Regions from separate parts of the Mus musculus genome. Here all the other regions are linked to region 2. Evidence: chromatin contacts called from public HiChIP or PLAC-seq data. All regions are on one chromosome and are shown on one strand. The core of a region is the stretch at or near the end of the contact, and the rest is flanking DNA. Distances in the headings are between cores, read along the strand shown.

Region 1 (5,421 bases), core at 1,729-4,228, 750 kb before region 2:
AAAAAAGTTTTATTTATAAAAATTAGTTCTTATGGGAAATTCAATTTGAAAAGCATACCAATATAAAATACCTAGTTGTAAACTACCTCTGTTGCATATCACTTTGTTTGCTATCTCCAAATTCATATTCTATACTTTCATGTGAGATACCCTAGAAAAAGCTTTTTGTACACATTTCAACTTCTAGATATGTGTTGCTTAATGTTCAACTTTGGCTAGTAAAGGCTGAAGTACAAGTTATCTATCTGACAATTAAGACAGGTCTACATAAAAACTGACACTTACCATAGTCTAAATGCCAGGAAACTGAGCTATAGCTGAAACATAACTCAAGCCCACTCCCATGAGCCACATCCCCAGCTCCATTTCAGTTTAAAATGTGACTCCATTACACACTTTTGTGGCTTACCTTACGACTAAGTCAATCCACAATTTTGAGGAGTGGCATTTGATGACATATGCAGTAGTGTTGTAAATACTGCACCATATTCACTGACACTGTCTTAGAACCTCTTGTTTTGTTTTTTAAAACAAGTTCTCTCTACATGGCCCAGTTGTCATAGAACTCAGTATGTGTAGACCAGGCTGCCCTTGCCTCCCAAGTGCTAGGATTGAAGGTGTGCGCCACCATGTCCAGCAGAACTACTTTAATACAATGTTAAGAATCCGGGGCGGGGTACTGAAATACAAAATAGTACCTAAAGTTTAAACAAATGTTCTAAGAAAAAAAGTTTAAGCATAATTTACATGGGAGCTAGCAAATTACCAATATCTACAATATCCATTAGTATTTCTGTGCAGTATTTCTGCTTGCTGTGCAAGCAACCACGAGACTTTTTAAGTCTTGTCAAAACATACTGCAAGGAAGACTGAGTGCAACTATGTCAGGGTTAAAACAATAAATAGACGTGGGAACTTTACTCTCCTAAATATGTGCCTTTAGTAAACATCTAAGCCTGTGCTCGCCACACACGGCTGACACCTCAAGTCTAATTAAAGGTTTCATACAGACTGAAACTGAGTCAATATTACTGTTGAGTGATTACTAGATTACTGATGCTGGCAATGTAAACTTAATTATTCATCTTACCCGACAGACAAATATACTCAGCTTACATATAAGTAAAAAAAAAAAGCCTTCACGCAGCTATACCCACACTAACCAATGGTACTAGTTTTTAGACTGTTTTTGAGTAGTTTCACACTTAAGTTTCCTGCATCCCACAAAAGGGCCTTCTATTCAAGTTTCAGGGCCCTCTCAGGCACCGGAAGTGTTAGTGACACCTTCTGCAATAGCACACCTGAAAGCAGGCTGACTACAACTGTTAATGGTCCACAATCAATGAACAGGGCCTGCGATTTCATTCTCCTGTGTGGCCACAGCAAGTTTGCTGACAGCCATGTTGACTAAAGCACATTTAGCGCATATATTCTTCCCCGACCATGGCTGTAACTGAGTTATTACTAAGGCCTGTATCGGATCAAAACCATGTTCCAATTCAATCACAGCAAAGTGCTCTAAGGATGAGGAAGGTTAAACATGATTAGAAGCTAATGTAAACAGGATGTAAGACAGCCCCCATGTGAAACATGCTCTGCACAGGATTGCTGCTGTTCCAAAAGTCACAAGATAACCCAGATCACGAGCTCTTACCTTCCACACAGTTCCACGGAATACCTGGGAAAAGTGCGCACCTTCGCGCCTCCCATCTGTAAGGTACTATGAAAATGAAGGATACATCCACGGCCACACTCCGGGCCCTCACACTCCCTGCCCCGAGTGGCCTGGATCTCTGCTGGGCTCACCCTGTTTTCATTCCATCCACTTACCAAGAAACACAGCTGTGGCCAGTTGTGGATAAAATATCTATACGTATAAATGGAGTAGGGTTCAGACAGATCTTTGGTGATCAGTCTCATGATATCAGGCATTTGGAGCTCAGATTCATATCGGACGTATCGTATCGTCCGATCCTCCCCGGGCTCGGCCTCCCTGCCCTGGGAGCTCCTTAAACTGCAGCCGGTGGTCAGAGACGAAGACAGCAGCCGCACCTGCTCGTCCATCTCCTCCTCCTCCTGCTGCTCGGTGCCCTCCACCAGTCCATTTCGGGCCGCAGCGGGGTCGCTCGCCGCCCCCGCCGCCGCCGCCGCTGCCTCTGACCGGCCGGGGAGTGCAGTTCTTGCATTGTTGGGGACCGAGTGGGGAGGTCTCTCCCCCGGGTGTCCCTCGGCTCCTTTTGTGGCAGTCACTTTGGAGGCCCCGTCGGGGGCGGCCGCCTCCGCTGCACTCAGAACCTTACTCTTGAGGGTCGCCGCGGCCCGGAGGTGTCGCAGTTCTGGGCCGATCAAGCCGTTGAGCTGCTGCTGCTGCTGCTCCGGAGGCAGCTGCGGGCAGCGAAGGCAAGAACGCGCCTTGGCCGAGGTCGCCGCCTCGCCGCCCGCTGGGCTCCCGCAGCCGCCTTCGTGCTCCTCGTCGTCCTCCTCGTCCTCGCTGCAGCAAGCGAGCGCGGCCCCCGCCGGGAACGGGCAGCGGAGCTCCGCCGCCGCTGGGGCCGCAGGCGCTGGTGGTGGGAGGAGGCTGCTAGGCCCAGGCGGTACCTCCGCCATCCTAGAAGCGACACAGCCGAGAGAGGAGGCCATGAGAGGCGGCCGACCGGCGCCAGGCAGCGCGGACTGGCGGGCCGGGGGCGGCCGAGGCGGGGGGAACAAAGGCAGAAACCGTCCCTCACCGAGTGTCCCCAACGCCGCGCCGCCCCCACGCCGCCGCGCCGGCCACCGTCCCTGGCCGCCCGAGCCCCGCCGCCGGCCGTGTCACCGCCTCCCACCCGCCCCTCCTCGCGGCTCACCCCGCGCCGCTCCCCGCCGCCGTTTCCGCCGCTCCTCTCCCTCAGCCACCGCCGCGCCGCAGTCGCCTTCACCGCCGCGGCCGCTCCGCCGCCACCACCGCCACCGCTGTCGCCGCCGCTGCCGAGCCTCTCACCCGGCCGCCGCCGCCGCCGTAAAGCGCCTCGCCTGTTACCCCGGGTAAAGTTTCCTGGGCCAAGCTTTACGACACTTCCCTGCCTGCCGGCTGCCGGGCCAGAAAAGGGGGCGTGGAGGGAGGTGACCTGTGCAGGGGCGGGGCCCGAGGTGTCTCCGGAGGGCTTCCGGGAGGCCGCGTGCCGGGGGTGGGGCTCTAGCCTGGGGTTCCAGAGGTTCCTGCGGAACTCGCCCCGCAGCCTCCCCGGGTGGGCAGGGCTAGGTGCCCTGGGAGCTGCTGGCTGTTGACATCCAACCTCTAGTGCCTTTATGCAGCTGTACTGTTACAACTTTTGCTCTGACCTGGCGCGTGGGGCAGGGAGCGCCGGCTACAAAGGCAGCAAATCCCGGCCTGGACCGCGAATTAGAGGGAATTTAAAACATTGAGCTGTGAAGATAGCATTTTGCAATTTAAAAAAAAGAAGAAGAAGAACCTTTACCTACCCCGTTGGGACAAAAGAATGGCTAGTAGTCTTGTTGCCCCATTCCTCCACCCCAAAGATTGAAGGCATAAATGTGACAAACAGGTGCCGGACAACGAAAGGCAACAACTGGGGGAAGCGACAGAGATGGTGGCGGCTAACAAGCGTACTCCTGATTTGTGGTTGTAATTGTGTTAGGTTGGGAAGCACCTGGTAAGAGTTCACGGGATCCTCCCATGTGATATGCTAAGCAGGTGTAAAAACTTTGAGCGTGTGGGTTACCTCTGCTCTAATCCACAGCTGGTAGTTTTCTGCATATCTGATCTGAGAGTTGAGTAACTCACACGCATACTAATCAAGTTACTTATTAACTTGTAGGAGCTGAAGAGATGAGTCAGCAGTAAGGAACACTAGGGTTAGATTCCCAGCACCCAAATGGCAGTTCACAACTGTCTGTAATCCCAGGTCAAAGGGAGGCTACAGCCTTTTCTGGCCTCCAAGGGCATCAGGAATGTGCACAGATACGCCTACATACAGGCAAACACCCATAACAAGTTTAAAAAGAATAAAATGTGTTAGATAGCTTTTTTATTTATTTCAACTGATTTATAGAGCTAGTCAGGTATGCCCAAGATTCATGTTTTCAGAGATAGGCTTTTATGACAGGTGTTTGCAACTTTGTGCCATAATCTAAACTGAAAAAAAAAAAAAGTGAGCTGCAGTAGTCAGCACATGTCTGGAATCCAAGTACTCAGAAGGCAAAAGTAAAAAGCTATGGAATTCAAAGGAAGCCTGGGCTGCATAGCAAAACTGTTTCTAAAAATAAATACTAAGTAAAAATAAAAATAAATTTCAAGTGAGATTAACCTGCACTGTGGCATGGTTTGAGACACGAGGGTGACAATCCTTTTCACTAAGACTATTAAAGGACACCACCAGCTCAAACAGAGAGACTCAGCCTCTAAAGATGATAAAATGTGTAAGTATCTACCAAGTATTGTACAAAGTGCCCTCTATACACTACGACTTTTATGAGTTCGTGTCTTACAAAAGTACATTCCTGTATAAACAGGCATGAAAACACATATATATTTCAGTTTTCTCAGTAATATGGAAGAAATAATTAAGTAGCTATAAATTTGAGAATGACTAAATAAGCTACTTTGCTTTTTTTTTCTCTGTATGATGTGTGTGCCAACGTGTGTGCCTGTGTATGTTGGTGAGTGTGTGTGTGTGTGTGTGTGTGAACACACGTGTACAGGTATGTTCAGGCCTGAGGATGCTTGACACGGATGTTAGAAATCCTCCTCCATTGCTTATGTGCCTTGTTCTTTGAGGTGAGCTCTCGAAGTTGAACCTGAAGCTCCCCAGTAGAGCTAGTTTTTCAAAGCAGATTGCTCCAAAGATCCTTCTTTCCCACCTGCTCAAGCTGGAATTACACGATCCATCACACCCACCCAGCATTTACGTATGTTCTGAGGACTTTGAACTCAATAGAGTTCACTTGCATGGCAATTTAGCCATCTCACTGTCCTAGATTAAAATAAAGCCTACTACTGTTAAAGTATGCTATTGTTTTCAAAAACAGAAAGAAATATTGCTATTGGTTCTCTTGTAGCTCCTATGACTCCTCTGAAAATTACTCCCACAATTATTCACTATAAAATAACCATTTGTTATGTGTGCTACCTAGCCTTAACTTGACATAAGCTAGAGTTAAGAGAAAGGAGGGAACCTCCATTGAGAAAATGCCTCCTTAAAATCTGGCTGTAAGGTATTTTCTTAGTGATTGATGTGGGAGGGACCGGCCCATTGTGGGTAGTGCCATTCCTGGGCTGGTGGTCCTGGCATCTGAAAGAGAGCAAGCTGAGCAAGCCATGAGGAGCGAGCCAGTAAGCAGCACACCTCCATGGCCTCCGCATCAGCTCCTGCCTCCAGGTTCCTGGCCTGATTGAGTTCCTGACCTGACTTCCTTTGATGA
Region 2 (5,295 bases), core at 507-3,006:
GGAAGAACTACTCAGAAGTGAGGGGTACTATGTCACGGGCTGGAGCCATCAACTGACTAAAACAGACAACTGTACCGGCATTCATAGCTCTCTGCCTCCTGACTGCAGATATCTGCTGCCTCAGACCCAAGCCATCAACTTCCCCACCACAATGGACTGAGCCTTTCACACAGCATACCACACAACCCTTCAAGTCGATTCTGCTGGCATCTGATCACAGCAGCAGGAGAAGCAACCAGTACTCAAGGACAGTCACAGATGCTCCCAGGTTGCTTTTAACTGCCTGGGAGCTGAACTACATACAGCATTGCTCAGTTGTGAACTCGGCCGGCCGGGCCGCAGATGCCCTCAGCACCTCAGCATGTCACTAGCAAAGTATGAGAAGCAGAGCTAGCCTCAGGCCCCCCTGTTGTGTGACACACCATTCACTTAGCCTTTCTCAAATGGTTATTGCGGCTTTTCCTCTGCTACTAAATGAAAAGGTGACCTAAGTCTTAATTAGCATTCCCTACCTAGTGTCACATACAGTGATGCCTTCTAGTAAAAGGTTGGGGGATAAAGAACTAAAGCTCCATATGTAATAGCCAGTAATGGGCACACATGTTTGTAAATGTTTGTTTTAATACTAATGTCAGATTATTTAGGACCTAATCCTTCCTGTTGATTGGACTGAGCATACATGGGGGGATAAAGATTTCTATCCCTACATTAACACATTTTATGAATTTCAAAGCCACTCCCCCCAACCCCACTAAAACACAAGGTCATGAACTAATAGAATCCTCATTTTCTGAGTGTTTTGGTAATCTGCAGAGGAGCCCTATAGACGTACTAGGTAAACAAGTCGCCTGAATTCTTATGAAATGCATCAGACCAGTGAGTGCGCTCCTCGGAGCATCTGCAGGAAATGGAACAGAAGCAAATGCTAAGAAGCACTCTGCTCCAAGCCACTTATGTAACCGTGCTGCCACAGATTAAAATTAAGCTATTCGAGGCCACCCCAAGCCCCCAAAGAGACTAAAAGGAAAGAGACTTAGATCTTTTCATGCCTTCTCCCCACCCCAGAGGATTACAGCGTCAACCTTATAATCATTAGTAGCTGCAATCCTGCTTGATCTTCTGCCCCTGTTCCACCGTTCAGTCTATCTCCCCTTCCCTCTACCACACGAGTTTTTGTTATGCATCTGTTTTTCAGACCAGTGAATCACCATTTCATGGATTAAAAATCAAAAAAAAAAAAAGTTCAGGAGTCTGGAGAAGATTTCTTAGAGGGTAAAAGCCCTTGCTAAGCCTTACTGAGTTCAGATCCAGCACCCATATAAAAAGCCACGCATGGTGGCAAGTGCCTATAACCCCGCCCGTTGGGAAGCCAAGTAGGGGAGGCAGGACAATCTCTGAAGCTTGCTGAAAAACCCAAGGTCTCCAGACGGGGTGAGAGATCCTATTCAAGTGATGTCCTCCTGTGGTGTCCAGCACAGACAGACATGCACACACACACACACACACAGACACACACACAGAGGCACACACAGAGGCACACACATTAAAGTCCAGAGTGGAGTAAAATCATCACTTTAGCTTTCAAAAAGTCCTCCGATCAGCTGTCTTTTGTGCTCAGTTACTGTGGCTTCCTACCCACACCGAAAGAAGCTCCTATCTCCCCCCTCATCTTCAGGGCTTTGCTGCTCTCTGGCAGCAGAATGGCCCACTTACACTTCCTTAGAGGCTGCCTGACTGGGGTGCATTAGCCTCAGAGAACTGTGCTCAGTGGGGGTTTCCTGTCACTTTCCATCATCTGTCCTTTGCTATCTGTGACTCACAGCCCTGGGACAACAGACAGCCCTTCCCCCAAGAAAGTCAAAGCCTGCGGTCTCTGTCCCGGTGTGACGTGACCGCTCTGAATCACAGCCTCCTGGACCCTGCACGCCCTTCCTTCCCATCTGAAGTGAGAAAGGCTGCTGCAGCCTGGTCCCAGAGCTGGGACAAGGGGACTTCACACTTCAGAAGCCCCAAGTCAGTTGTATGTGTCCAGGCAGGAACTTTAAATAGTAGAGTTTCCCTTTTCAGGGTGGATGGGGGGGGGCGGGGAAAGTCTGTAATGTCAAATTCTTTCTCGAAGTGGAGATCGACTATGTGCTCCATCATTTTATTTCTTCGTCTCCCATCCACCCTGCTCCTCCTGCTCTCTCCTTCATGCTCTCCTCCCCCCACCTGCACCCCCCACTGTCCTTCCTGCTCCTCCCTCCCGTCGTCTCCATTCTACCCTCTTCCCCCCCTTTCCTCTCTAGCCCTTCCTTGCCATCCCCCACCGTTGCCATTCTGGGCTTCCTGTCCTCCTTTCCCTCACACCCTCTCTTCCCCTTTTTATTCCTTACACTCCCACTGCCGGGAGTGTTCCTCTGTTCCTGTTAAATCATCTGCATTCATCTTTGTCATATTCAAAACCATCCTCCACACAGCCTCCTAAGGAGTCTTTCCATAGAAACATTGTTATGTTATTCCATTCCTTAGGAGTCTTCACTATTTAAGTCCTAACGTGACTTAAGGGATCAAGCGCCTTCCTTGTCCGCTGGGAAAGCAGAGTATGGTGGGCAGCTAGCTCGTGTTATTCCTTCCTGAGCATGAGCCACGTGCACAGACTAGGAAGAGGTACCTTCGCTCCTCGACCAGATTAGAAAAGAGCAAAAAACCGAAGAGGCTCTGCATACAGAAATGACTAGGCTAGCCCCTTTCTCTAACAAAACAAAATAAACAACAACAACAACAACAACAAAACTCGAAACTGTACTCTTGGCCTAGCTAGCCTGGCCTTCATCCCCTTAGCTTCTCGATTACAATTACTGAATTTCCAACTATAAAATCATTCCTGTTCTTGATTGTTCTTATCCAGAAGGAACTACTCCTTTAAACCTCCCCAGGATCTCCCAACAACAGCCCTGGCCTTGCCCTCCAGCTCCCTGCCACCAAACTACTCTGAACACCAAACTGCCTTTCACTGGTTCGTCCAGCAGTAAGCTGAATACATTTATCTACCCAGCTTAGGAGTGCTTATCAATGGTATTGGCCTATTCTCTTCAATGTACTTCTATCTCTCACAATGCATGCTCTGGTCATACACAGTAAAACTATGGTGCACGCCTTTAATCCCAGCACTAGGGAGGCAGAGGCAGGCAGATTTCTCAGTTTGAGGCCAGCCTGGTCTACAGAGTGAGTTCCAGGACAGCCAGGGCTATACAGAGAAACTCTGTCTCAGAAAACCAAAAAACCAAAATCAAAACCAAACCAACCAACCAAACAAACAAAAAAGACTTCAGAGCGTGTTCATGTTGTCTTAGTGCAGTCTCCTGTGCCTTGTATTAGCTCCAGCTGGAGCCTGTGCACAAAGCTTCCTCCTATTCTTCCATAAGCGTCCCTAAGCCCCAGCCACTGTTTGGCTATGGGTGTCTGTATCAGTTTGGGTCATCTGCTGGGTAGGGTCTCTCAGAGGACAACATGCTCCTATCTGCAAGCATAACAGAGTATCATTAATGATGTCAGGGATTGGTGCTTGCCCATGGGATGGGTCTCAAGTTGGGTCAGTTATTGGTTGGGCATTCCCTCAGTTTATGCTCCATCCCCCTTGCCTGCATTTCTTGTAGTCAGGATAAATTTTGGGTTGAAAGTTTTGTGGGTGGGTTGGTGTCTTCTATTGCTCCACTGGGATTCCTGTCTGGCTACAAGAGGTGGCCTCTTCAGGTCCCATAGCCCCGATGTAGTGATTCATAGCTAAGGTCACCCCCATTGATTCTTGGGTGCCTCCCTTATTCCAGGCCTCTGTCTTATCCTGGAGATGCCCTGCCTGCACCATCTCACCCTGATCACTTGAATATTTCCATTCATTTTCATGGCCATCTAGCCATCTCTGCTAGTCAAAGGACACTGTCAATAAGACACATCAGCAGCCCACAGATTTGGAAAGGATCTTCACCAACCCTACATTTGACAGAGTGCTAACATCCAAAATTTATAAAGAACTCAATAAGGTAGACACCAACCACCCCAATAACCCAATTAAAAATGGGGTACAGAACCAACCAGAAAATTCTCAACAGAGGAGTCTCAAATGGCTTCTGAGAAGCCTTAAAGAACTGTTCAAAGTCCTTAGTCATCAGGGAAATACAAATCAAAATTACCCTGAGATTACCACCTTACACCCATCAGAATGGCTAAGGTCAAAAGTTCAAGAGACAGCAGATGCTGGCGAGGATGTGGAGCAAGGGGAACCCTCCTCCATTGCTGGTGGGAGTGCAAACTTGTACAACCACTTTGGAAATCATTTTGACGTTTTCTCAGAAAACTAGGAGTAGTTCTACCTCAACATTTTTTTTTAAATTGGACCTTTCTAGATAAGCTGTTCTCCACCTAGACTCATCTAAGGAATTTAAAACATGTCTGTGCTTCTTCTCAGCCCCAACCCCTTAAATTTTGCACAGGGCTTGGGCACTGGCAATTTTCAAAAGTTTTCATAGTAAAAGACAAACATTGGTGATCTAGGTCCAGGAAGGATTCTATGTGCTTTAAAAGCACAAAGTAATTCACAGCACTAAAAATGAGCAATAGATAGACAGAAAAGCTACTTCAATAAATGATGACTGAAAACTGAACACATTTTATGAAGCCCCTTAGTCTGTCTGTGTAAGCACCGAACCTTCCCAAATGCAAAGGGAACACATGCTCAGAGTCACAGTAAAATTGAGGCTGTAGAGTTTAAAACATTAAACAATTTGGAAATGTATCTTGTGTGCATAGGTCAGAGAATATTGAAATGAAATGGGGCCAGAAGCTAATAGATGGAAATATTTCTACCTGAACATCTCTCCAGGAGGCAAAGTAGAGATTACAACCAGTTTGTCTACACAAGTGACAGGCGTACCAAGCACACCGCCATTGCCAGGGCGATCGGCTCTAGTTCCTGTGAAGGTGAGAGTAATATCGGGCTCATTAATTGTCTACATTTCCGATATGATAAGACTTCAGTGGATGGTGTTAATTAAACAACAAAACAACTCCTCTTGTGGTGGTGTGCATTCCAAGTTAGAGCAATTAATTCACTCACTTAAACTGATCAAGATTTAATTACCATCACTCTGTGCAATTACTCCATAATTAAAGTAATTTGGTTCCTTCCACTTGCTGACAGTGTCACTGAACAGCCATTCACAGCACCAAAAGAAGTGATAATTAACTTAAAGAATAGCTCAGGGCTGTTTTACGCACACAGGCTCGCTGCTGATTATTCCTAAAGACCCCAGAATG
Region 3 (5,696 bases), core at 2,127-4,626, 770 kb after region 2:
CTTTTTTTAAAACTTTTTCAAGCAAAAACATCAAATGCCAAAATTAACCACAGCCAAAGTCTATATAACTTAATGAACTTCTATAGTTAATATTGACATTTTGAAATGGAAGTTGTGAAGTTTCACATTAAATTTTACACTTTCGGTATCAAATACATTTTATGCACTTAACCACCATTAACCACCATCAAAGACAAAACAAGACCAAAAAAAAAAAAAAAAAACCAAAACCATGACAGACTTAGAACAAGAAAAGCAATTGGCCTTATAACCTCAATCATGTCTTAACCCTAAACTCACCTAACACCTGCACGCAGTCCTTCCTCATCCTTATATTTAGCTTTTCTTGTTCTCTTTTCTTCATGTTGGCTGTGCCTGCATATGCACTAGTTTACGTCTACACAGATACAACTGTTTGGACTCCACTTAGGAGAGAGAACACTCAGTTAATTCCTTCTGAGATTGAGGGACCTTGATTATTAGCATACATTCCAAGTCTGTCCATTTTCCTGCAAATGTTTTTACATCATTTTTCTTTAGAGGTGAATAGTACTCTTTTACAGAGAGACCTAATTTTCATTATGCACTTACCCACTAACAGACAACTAGGTTGATTCCAACTCTTTGCTATAGTGAATGAACATGGGATACAAATAATCTCCATGGTAGAGACCGGACCCTTTCTTTTAAAGGGGGTAGGAGGAAATCATTTCAAGGCTAAAGCTCACAACCCTTTTTATTTTTACTTTGGTCTGTCCGAGATCCACCTGCTCTGCCCTTGGGAGTGATCAAAGACACTATCATGACAAACAGCATTTTTTTTTTAACTGAAAAGGCTTAAAAGCAATTTAAGGCTGTCAGCACCAATTCATGCACTTGACAAACACTTGTAAATTATTACTTTTCTCTTCTAGACTTTAGTGATGGCTTAAGTTACTCAAACTCTGGTTCCTGGCACCTAAAGTTTCCCCCTAAGTTTCTATTTATAGGAACCATATCCTTCATAATCTTAAACCAATTTTCCCCAGCTGCTAACAAATACATCGTATCTTTTTCATCAGAACACCCCAGACTCTGTCCCTTAGAACTGGAGCAGCAATGATGGGGGATGCAGTCCATTTATACATGAGAGGTCACTGCGACTTCTGGACAGTTACTTCTGGTCTCTAGGGATACTCTGGATTTGCCTTCAGAGACCTTTAAAACCACATGCGTAAGAGGTTACTTTCAAACACCTGAACATTTGTACCTCCCCCGCCCCCACCTCCTGCCATTCCTTATTACACATGAGGTCAGATTCCTAAAGCAAACTCTCCTGGAACCACTGAGTTTACTAATTTTTATTTTTTACAAAGTATTGAAAAAATCTTTTTAATTAAAAATTTGGCCATTAAAAAAAAAGCATAGTAGGCATACAAACAAAAATACATATTCGAGGGCTAGAGGTGTCAAAAGTATATATGGCATGCTCAAGTTTCTGGCTGACCCCAGTGAGTCCCTCCCTGGAAAAACGATACATCCTCCAAAGAGTTCAAGTAAAATTCCAGCTAAAGACTGACTGACGGTCAATCTTACCATGCGTCCTCTAGAAGCTGAGCCTCAGAACAAGCCCTTTACTTGTTAGGTCTTTATCAAAATCTAACAAAAGATCAAAACCTACAAACTAGCAAGCCTGTACACTGCTCGGGGGGTGAGGGGTTTGTGTGGATTTTGCTTATTAGATTTGTTTAGGGGGAAACTATATCAGAGAAAGAGGCTGCTAATACTTAGGGAGGTCATAGAAATATACCAATAAAATAAAACAAACCAACGGCTTTCCATAATGCTGACAATGAATCAAGAAAGGATTATATACTGGGTATCCTTTGTGATATTAAAGTGTTTAATACACTTGAGGAATTTTCCCGATATATTTGAGTGTGTGTCTCAGTAATGTAGAACACCTTATTCTCTAATGCACCTGATAATTAAGACATGTATGTCTACTGAGGGCTACAAAATTCAGAGACGTTTCTAACTCAGGGTTGGCATGGGGAAAGAACCTACATAATTAAGCCTAGCTATTTCGTGTAAGGTCTCTAAAAGAAAGGTGGAATGGGAAAGAGGCTTATTTACCAAGCAACACATCAGATATGAAAGGCTACCGCGGCACATACAGAACACAGGTCAGCCGGAATGCCCCAGGGCAGCATGGACAGATTATCTCAGGTCTCATCACCAAATGCTTTTACCCACACCAGAGCCACTGCTGCCAGTGCTTGCGGGTGAGGGGAGAAAACAAGTGCAACCTAATTCAGGCAAAAAAAAAAAAAAAAAGTTAAATCACCCCTAAGTCACCTGCTACACAACTCAATGTCTAGTTCACCTTTGGGGAGCTCCTCTTTACCTGGGTGTGGAGCTGTCAATTTCTCAGAACACTCCAAAACTTTGAACTATTCTATTCGGCCCGCAGCTTCTGAAGCTATGCTAATCCACATAGCTGCTAAGGAATCCACTTCTAGCAGTGGCCCTGCTGTTAGAATCCGGGTTTCCGCCTCCTCCCAGAAGGACCCGAAGACACTAAACAGCGCACTTTTTGACCTAAACCGAGAGGCAGCCGGACAAAGAAGAGAACGCTGCTTCCCAAGCCCCGGTCTCGGATGGCCGAACTCTGCTCCCTTACGCCAAAAGCGGCCAGATCCGGGACACCCCAAATTCTATTGTTGGACACCAAGGCGGACACACCCCTGGGAGAGAGGGAGAACTTCGCAGGATTTCCCCTAACTCCCAGGACCGGGTGGTGGGAGGGGCGGCGCTCCGGGACAAGCGAGGGGAGAGCCGCTCCAGCATGGCGCACGCGTGGCCCAGCCCGAGCCCAGGGCGCCCGAGGCGAGGCGAGGCGCTCCCTCTGGTCACCCTCATCAGAGCCTTAATCCGCCAGCCCGCCCTGGGGCCTGCGAGCCCAGCTAAAAATAGGCTCCTCGGTCACCCCGCGGCCCTGGCGGATCGACCTCGCCCTCAGAGGAGATGGCCGGGGAGCTCCGGCCACTCGCGGACCTGGGATCGGACCTTGCAGCCACGGGGAGATCGCCGAGCCAGAACCCTGGAGCCCGAACCCGCAGGCGGATCCTCGGAGCGGGCCGGCGGCGGCGCGGCCTGGGCGGACGCTGCACACTGCGACCTCCGTGCGAGGCCTACCCCGCGAGCGCAGCCCCCCGCCCTGCGCCCCGCGCCCGCGCGCCCTGGAGTCCCCGGCCCTGCTCCTCACCCTGCGCAGCCGGGTACCAGGCCGGGACGATGCAGCGGCGCGAGCTCTACCTCCTGGTCAGCGCGCTCCCAGGCCCCGCCGCAGTAGCTCAGGTGCCGTCGCGCCGCCCCGCAGGAAACGGGCGGCTTCGGGGCGGGGCGGCTCCGCACGTCCGGGCGTCGCGGCCAGAGGGGCCCGGAGACCGGCCCCTTAAAGGGACAGGTCCGCGCAGCCGGCGGCCTCCAGATGCCCCGCGCTGGGCTGCAGAGACGTCACCCTCCGCCTGGAAGTCCCTGCGGAATCCCTTCATCCATTCAACCCTACTCTGCCTCCCCCAGTCGGCCTTGGTCTCACGTGACCCTCGCACAAAAGTACCACTTGGCCCCCGACACGGGTTGATTCCTTTTAACCGTACTCCAAGTTGCTAGACATACACACACACACACACACACACACACACACACACACACACACACACACACACACACACGGCTGGGATTTCTCCTCCGAAATCCGCAAAACGAGGAATTTATAGAGCCGACCTAAATAAGTTGTGTGCAAATATTGTAAGGCTGCAATGCTTGCTGGCTGCTGGCCATTCCTTAAGCAAGGTTAAATAACTAGAAACTGCAGCGCTAAGAGGGGTTGACCAGAATCTCTGCGTCTCTCTGCTCTTTGCTGCGAGGATGGAAGCTTTTTCTCCGGTGTTGCTTTTTAGTGTTTTATTATTATTATTATTATTATTATTATTATTATTATTATCTCAGACAACGCCAGTCACTGCCCTGAACATATCTACAACATACTCTAAACTCTCCTCAAAAGTTACCAAATGATTGGCACGCTTCTAGAGTGTGGGGTAGAGAAATAGAATCAGACTCACCATTACCATTACCCAGGAGCAATCCTTAATGATTGGAGCATCAGATAAGTCTCAACATTAACAACAGAGAATGTCCTCATCATAGGCTAGTTACAAGAATGCTGCGCATCTGTCTGCGTTCGAATGATTTCCGCCCAAGCTTTCAGAGCTCTTCAAAGCAGAAATGAAAGCTGAAGCGTTTGTAGCAACAGCCTGATGAGGTATTGAGAATTCCACCAGTGTCCAATCACCACTTCTCAAGGAGCTTGCTCTTTTCCTTTCTCATGAGTATTATTCAGCACTCACCAGCTCCAAGGCCAGCAAAACACTGTTTCTGAGCTGCTGTCTCTTGAACCTGTAAGTGCCAGAAGATTTGGCTTTGTTGGGAAGTGAGGCCATTAGTAGCTTAATACAAAGTGTAACTGTATCATTTCTGTAATGGAATGTAAAGGTTCTTGAATAGCTTACAAACAACTCTGTAATTGCGCCCCCTCCACCCACAAAAAAGTTTCCAGTTAGATTTTTTTTTCTGACATTAGGAAAAGGACACCATCATTTGCATACAAATGATACATAGGTTCCTTCGTAAGTTACATAGTAGCATGGTCTTTAGGGAAGCAATCCTCCAAACGTCTTACTTCTTATAGTCGATACAGAAGTATAAATGCGCCAGCCACTTCTATTCGGATGAACTTTGACTTCTCAAAGGGGAACAGCTGGATGCTTCCTTCCTATAAGCTTTCTAATTGCTCACATCAAAACAAAAAGATGTACTAGATATGTTACAGGTGGCAAGCCCTATTGGTATTTAAGACTAATCCTCTAAGTTTTGAAGTATAGTAAAATGTAACATAATTAACTATAGTTAACACACATAATTAACCTAAGTTATAATTAACTGTGACTGCTGCTCACTACTCACCGATGTCATGTCCATGTCGCTGAAACCCACAACTAACTTGCTAAAAGGAATTAGCACTCCCCATCTGAGTTATCTCTTAAAACAATCAGAAATTAAACCTTATTGAAAACTATAAGGTATAATGTAGCTACCGAAAGACTATTTCTCCCCTCCCCCCTGCGCCCCCCCCCCCCCCCCGGACAAAAAGCACAGTTTACTGCTTTTAGCTTGTACCAGTTTTCTTCTTAACGGATTTTGGGGAAGATTTGAAGGCATGCAATATATTGATAGATGAAGAGGCGCCTGCCCATTCCTGTTTTGACCATGTAGGCTTCCCAGAATTGGGGAGTTCTGTAGAGATCAGAGTAGCATCTGAGTAAGAGATTGTATCTCACTCAGCCAGCTCAGGGAAGGCAGAGATAAGCATTGAAGTAAAGCAGCTCACAGTACTGGAAGGGAGGCTGGAAGGATGCCTGCCTTCATCTGAATAAAGGAGGAAGAAGGTTCTCAGAAAGTTCAGCTGCAGATCTACAAGGAACCAGCTCTCAAACAGAGGAACTGTTGGATCCATAGGGGCTTGCGCTGTGCCCTTTGTTTGGGAATCTTTTTTTTTTTGGTTTTGGTTTTGGTTTTATGAGACCGGGTTTCTCTGTGTAGCCCTGGCTGTCCTGGAACTCACTCTGTAGACCAGGCTGGCCTCAAACTCA
Region 4 (5,615 bases), core at 755-3,254, 580 kb before region 2:
TGTGGGTCTCTGTCCCATCCATTACAGGAGGAAGCTGCTCAGGTAGTGTCTGAGCAAGTCTCTGACCTATGTGTGGCAGAATGTCAACAGGAGTCATTTTATTGCTACATTCCATTAACAGAGCAGTAGTATTTGGTTTTACCCTGGGTCCCTGGGCTATCTAGTCTCAGGTTCTTGGTTACCCAAGAAGCACTGGGTATGGACTCCATCTCATAGAATGGGCCTTAAGTCAAATCAGTTATTGGTTAGCTATTCCCACAATGTTGTGGCCACCATTGCACTAGTGTATCTATCTTGCAGTCAGGACATCATTATAGATAAAGGGTTTGTGGCTGGCTTGGTGTTTATGTTTCTCTTTTGGTAGTGTGCAGAGTATCTCCCGGTACCAAGAAGCTCTAGATGAAGTTCTAGGTAGGCACCAGCTCAACTTCTCTGTGTTCAGTGAGTTGTGTAGTTGCTGTCTTCAGAAATAGGGTCTTGCTCTCAGTTTGTGAAGAGCAATCTACAGCCTGGGCAACAGCGTGGGTTGTTTGGGGAACCCAATTCCTGTGGAACTCCTTTGGCCAACAATTTAATTAGATGTAAGCCAAACCTAGTTCTGGAAGGTTCATTTGGTAACAAGAGATAGCCAGTTGGGGCTCTGTCTCCCCTGTTATTTGGTGATTTTAGCTAGATCTCCTAACATACATAAAATGTATTTCAGGGAGCTTCCACTGTAGTAGATTACAATAACCACCCATAAGATGGCCCCTTCAATTTGGCTGTCTCTCCCTGTATTCTCTTCACCTTCCTGCTTGATCTTCCCATTCCAGTCCCTACCCACCACATCAGTTCCTAACTATTTAGCCTATTTCTCTTTCCTAGAAAGATCACCCCCAGTAGAACATCTGCAGTTCTGTAGGTTATAACTTGGTCATCAAAAACTTAGCAGCAAATATCCACATATAAATGAATCCATACCATAGTTTTGTTTCTGGATCACTAAAGGGCATTTTTTTCTAGTTCCATCCATATTTATCTGCAAATTTCATGATTTTTTTTAGCAACTGAACAATATGTCATTTGTAAATGTACCACATTTTCTTTATCCATTCATCTATTGAGGGGGACATCTAGGTTACTTCCAATTTCTGGCTGTTATGACTAGAACAACACAATGAACATGGTTGAGCAAGTGTCTCTGTGGGAGGACGAGGCATCTTATCCTTTGGGTATATGTCTGAGAGTAGTAGAGCCAGGTCTTGAGGTAGAGCAATTCCCATCCTCTTGAGGAACCACTACACTGATTTCCATAGTGGCTGTACAAGTTTGCACACTCACCAGCAATGGACAAGTGTTCCCTTCATTCCACATCCTTGCCAGCACGAGCTATTGAATTTGGCCATTCTGACAATTATAAGATAAAATTTAGATTTGCCTTTCCCTGATAACTAAGAGTGTTTAGCCAGGCAGTGGTAGCACACATCTTTAGACCCAGCAGAAGCAGGAGGATCTCTTAGTTCAAGGCCAGCCTGGTCCACATAATGAATTCAAGGACAGCCATAGTTACACAGAGAAAGCCTGTCTCAAAAAACAAAAAACAAAAAAAACAAAACAAAACAAAACGAGAGAGAGACAGAGAGAAGAAAAGGAATGTTAAACATTGTTAAGTGTTTACTCAGCCATTTGAGGTTTCTCTTCTGAGAATTCTCTACTTAGATCTGTACCCCATTTTAAAAATTGGGTTATTTGATTTCTTGGTATGCAGGGTTTTTTGTTTGTTTGTTTGCTTAGTTTTTCTTAGTTCTTTATAAATTTTCAATATTAGCCCTCTGTCAGATGTGTAGTTGGAGGGGTGGGGGGATTTCTCCCATTCTGTAGGTGCCTGCTTGGTGTTCTTTGCCTTACAGAAGCGTTTCAGTGTCATGAGATCCTACTTACAAGTTGTTGACCATAGTGCCTGTGCTAATCGCGTTCTTTTCTTGTGCTAATGAGTTCAAGGCTGTTTCCTGTTGTGGAAGGGCCTGGTGCTATTTGTATGTTGATGCTAAACCACTCTCCTGGGAGGGACAAAGAGTGAGTCATACTCAGGTGACTTCGTGTGAACCAATCCACTAATGAATAAAGGAGCCAATCACTGGGCAAGTAGGAGGGACTTCCAGGTTGGACAGAGGAAGAGAGGAAGCAGGAGAGAGTTAGGATCTTTTGGGGAAGAGATAGCATGAGGACAAGATGTAGCTACGAGTGTCTCCTGGTTTCAATGATGGATCCATCAGGATTTGCCACCAGAGGATCTAGACTTAATAAGGCTTACAAGATTAGGATTTTAGTTGCTGCACTCAGCAATTGAGTTACCTGTCATTTCTGAACTAAGTTTGTGCTGCTTTTTCCTTCATGGGGCGGCTAGTCCAAGTTTAGGAGAGAAAGGCAAAAGCATGGGTTTGCCTGAGGTGCACCACAAAGGCCATGGGGGATTTGAAGCAGAGTTGGGGTGGTAGTAACCCACCAGTGGGAACCTAGCAAGCTGGGTGGAGAGATTGTGGAGTTCTGAGTCAGATAAAAACAGGTCGAACATTGCCTTCCAGTGCATGACCAGCTGGGCCACCGGGGCAGAGAGTTGCCAGAACAAGCACAGGAACATGCCAAATCTTTTTAATATTCCCTGCAACAGTTTTCCACTCTCTCTTCTATCAGGCTCAGTGCATCTAATTTTATGTTGAGGTCTTTGATTCATTTGGAGTTGAGTTTTGTGCAAGGTGGTCTGTGTGGATCCATTCAGCTTGAAGATGCTGTCTTTTCTCCCAAGTGTGTATTCCTGGTCTCTTCATCAAAAATCAAGGGCTTGCTTATAGGTGTGGGGATTTATGTCTGGGTCTTCAATTAGATCCAATTGATGAACATGTCTGTTTCTGTGCAATAACACTGTTTTTACTACTATAGCTCTGTAGTCCAATTTGAGGTTGGAAATGGTGATACCTCCAGCAGTTCTTTTACTACTCAACATTATTTTAGTTATGCTTGGTATTTTTGTGTTTCTGTATGAAGCTGAGAATTGTCCTTTAACGGTCTCGTGAAGAATTGTGTTGGAATTTTGTGTTGAATCTCTAGATTGCTTTTGGTAGGATGGCCATTTTTACTGTGTTATCCCTACTGATCCATGAACATGGGAGATCTTTTCATCTTCAGTTTCTTTCTTCAACATCTTAAAGTTTTTATCGTTCATGTCATTCACTTGCTTGGTTAGAGTTACCTCAAGATATTTTATATATTATTTGAGGCTATGATGAAAAGTGTCATTCCCCTGACTTCTTTCTTGATCTGTTATTTGTATATAGGAAGGCTACTGTTTTATGAGTTAACTTTGTATCCAGCTACTTTGCTGAAAGTTTTTATCAGCTGTAGAAGTTTCCTAATAGAAATTTGGGGGGGGGTCACTTCTATATACTATTATGCCATCTGCAAATAAATACACTTTGATTACTTTGACTTCCCCCTTTCCAGTTTGTATCCCCTTGATCTCCTCAGCTGTCTTATTGCTACAACATTAAGTTCCATACTGAATAGGTATACATAGAGTACACAACATTGTCTTCCTCCTGATTTTAGAGGAAATGGATTGAATTTCCGTTTAGGTGATATTGGCTGTGGGCTCAATGTATATCACCTTTATTATGTTGAGGTGTGTCCCTTGTATCTCTAATCTCTCCAGAACTTTTATCATGAAAGGGTGTTGGATTTTGTCATAAGCCTTTTCTGCATCTAAGGAGATGATCGTGTGGTTTTTGTTTTTCAGTTTATTTATATGGTGGATTGCTGATTTGTGGATTTACAAATGTTGAATCATCCCTGGATCTCTGGAACGAAGTCTATTTGATCATGTTGGATGATCTTTTTAATGTGCTCTTGTTGGTTTGCTAATATTTTCTTGAGAATTTTTGCATCTATGTTCATAAGGAAGATTGGTCTTTAATTCTCTTTTTCTTGGGTCCTTATGTGATTTTGGGTATCAGGGTAACTGTGGCATCATAAAATAAATTGAGCAATGTTCTTTCTGTTTCTATTTAGTGGACTAGTTTGAGGAGTATTTCTTTGGTAGATTTTTAATTACTGCTTCTATTTCACTAGGGGCTATAGGTCTGTTTAAGTTGGTTGGTCTTGATTTGATTTTGGTAGGTGGTAAATAACAAGAAAAATTATCCATTTCTTTCAGATTTTCCAATTTGGTAGAGTACAGGATTTCAAAGTATATTCTTAAGATTCTCTGGCTTTCCTTGGTGTCTGTTGTTATGTTCCCTTTCATCTCTAAGGTTAGGTGGAGCTTTCCTCCCTGTCTTTTGGTTAATTTGGCTGAGGCTGTCAATTGTATTGATTTTTTCCCAAAGAACCATTTCTTTGTTTCATTGATTTTTTGGGGGGGATTGTTTTGTTGTTATCGTCATTTCTATTTACTTTGCCCTGTTTGATTATTTTTTGTCATCTACTCTCTTGGGGTATGGTTTCTTCTTTTTCTTCTAGAGCTTTCAGATGTGCTATTAAGTCATTAGTATGAGCTCTCTCTCCAGTTTTTTTTTATGTAGTCACTTAGTGATATGAACGTGCCTTTTGAAACAGCCTTCATGGTTCTCACTGGGCACTTTGCCTTTTTGTTTTCGTGCAACTCTAGAAAGTCATTTATTTCTGCCTTAATTTCTGTCTCAACCCACTTTTCATTCAATTGTGATTTGTTCAGCTTTTTGGGTTTGCAAGCTTTTGGTTGTTTTTACTGTTATTCTGTGGTGTGCAGATAGGATGCAGGGTGTTATTTCAACTTTCTTGTACCTGTTCAGGCTGGCTGTGTGTTGAGACTGTGATCAACTTTGGAGAAGGTTCCATGAGTTACTGGAAAAAAAATGTATTATTTTGTGATTGAGTGAAATGTTCTGTAAATATTGTCCAGTGCATTTGCTTTCTAAAACTTCAGTCAGTTCCAACATTTCTGTTTAGTTGTTTGTCTGGATTACCTGCCTGTTGGTGAGAGTGGGGCATTGAAGTCTCCTACTTCAGTGTCTTCTTTATGAACTGAAGATGCCGCTGTGTGTGGTGTAGAAATGTCAAGACTTAATATCCTTTTGATGATGCTATCCTTTGATGAGTATGTAGTATCTTTCCCTATTTCTTGTGATCAGTTTTGAAGACTGTTTTGTCAAATATTAAAATAGCTATACCAGCTTGCTTCTTAGGTCTATTTGCTTGCAAAATATTTTTCACCCAAAATTTACCCTGAGGTGATACTATCTTTGATGTTAAGGTGTGTTTTTTTGAATGCAGCAGAAAGATGGATCCTGTTTTTGCATCCATTCTGTTAGTCTGTGTCTTTTCATTGGGGAATTAAGGCCATTGATGTTTAGAGTCATCAATGAGTAGTGTTTGATGGTTCCTGTTACTTTGTTGTGTGGTTTTCTTTTTCCCTCTCTTGATTTGCTGGTCTGGGAATATTTCTTTCTTGTGGAGTTTTTTGGTATGGTTAACCTCTTAAGGTTGAAGTTTTCTTTCTCTTGACTTCTGTAGGACTGGATTTGTAGATAGAAACTCTTAAATTAAGATCATAGAATGTCTTTTTCCCCCCTCTATATATTGTGATGGAAAGTTTTGTTGGG

Evidence for each region. HiChIP or PLAC-seq counts read pairs in DNA pulled down with a chosen protein or histone mark.
Region 1: a contact with region 2 is called in an H3K4me3 HiChIP or PLAC-seq map of bone marrow-derived macrophages, with 7 times the contacts expected there. The contact joins the promoter of Naa30 here to the enhancer-like site in region 2. A contact is called at or near these places in 6 of 115 datasets of contacts at active chromatin or transcription factors (the 230-238 cell line, bone marrow-derived macrophages, embryonic stem cells and 3 more) and 2 of 9 other capture datasets (liver and macrophages).
Region 3: a contact with region 2 is called in an H3K4me3 HiChIP or PLAC-seq map of bone marrow-derived macrophages, with 6 times the contacts expected there. The contact joins the promoter of Ktn1 here to the enhancer-like site in region 2. A contact is called at or near these places in 1 of 484 Hi-C or Micro-C datasets (bone marrow-derived macrophages) and 5 of 115 datasets of contacts at active chromatin or transcription factors (bone marrow-derived macrophages, embryonic forebrain, embryonic limb bud and 2 more).
Region 4: a contact with region 2 is called in an H3K27ac HiChIP or PLAC-seq map of epiblast stem cells, with 6 times the contacts expected there. The contact joins two enhancer-like sites. A contact is called at or near these places in 4 of 39 promoter capture datasets (cranial neural crest, embryonic stem cells, pre-B cells and 1 more), 3 of 484 Hi-C or Micro-C datasets (bone marrow-derived macrophages, cerebral cortex and cortical neurons) and 5 of 115 datasets of contacts at active chromatin or transcription factors (embryonic basal ganglia, embryonic stem cells, epiblast stem cells and 2 more).

Annotation. Positions count from the first base shown.
Region 1 is chr14:49,169,803-49,175,223 of GRCm38.p6, reverse strand. Naa30 (N(alpha)-acetyltransferase 30, NatC catalytic subunit) reads right to left here and starts at 2,978. Exons shown (of 5, transcript NM_027492.2): 1 at 2,847-2,978; 2 at 1,831-2,608. The coding sequence starts at 2,607.
Region 2 is chr14:48,418,727-48,424,021 of GRCm38.p6, reverse strand. No RefSeq gene overlaps it. Among named protein-coding and RNA genes, the nearest start is that of Tmem260, 25 kb to the left of the region's middle. Within about 2 kb of position 1,756, at least 116 of the 459 cell types and tissues checked have an H3K27ac peak or open chromatin away from gene starts, as enhancers often do. A contact at or near this core is called in bone marrow-derived macrophages, epiblast stem cells, memory CD8 T cells and 1 more, where this site is marked.
Region 3 is chr14:47,646,991-47,652,686 of GRCm38.p6, reverse strand. It overlaps Ktn1 (kinectin 1), which reads right to left and starts at 3,376. Exons shown (of 39, transcript NM_001347527.1): 1 at 3,248-3,376.
Region 4 is chr14:48,995,365-49,000,979 of GRCm38.p6, reverse strand. No RefSeq gene overlaps it. Among named protein-coding and RNA genes, the nearest start is that of Gm23470, 3.7 kb to the left of the region's middle. Within about 2 kb of position 2,004, at least 19 of the 459 cell types and tissues checked have an H3K27ac peak or open chromatin away from gene starts, as enhancers often do. A contact at or near this core is called in epiblast stem cells, where this site is marked.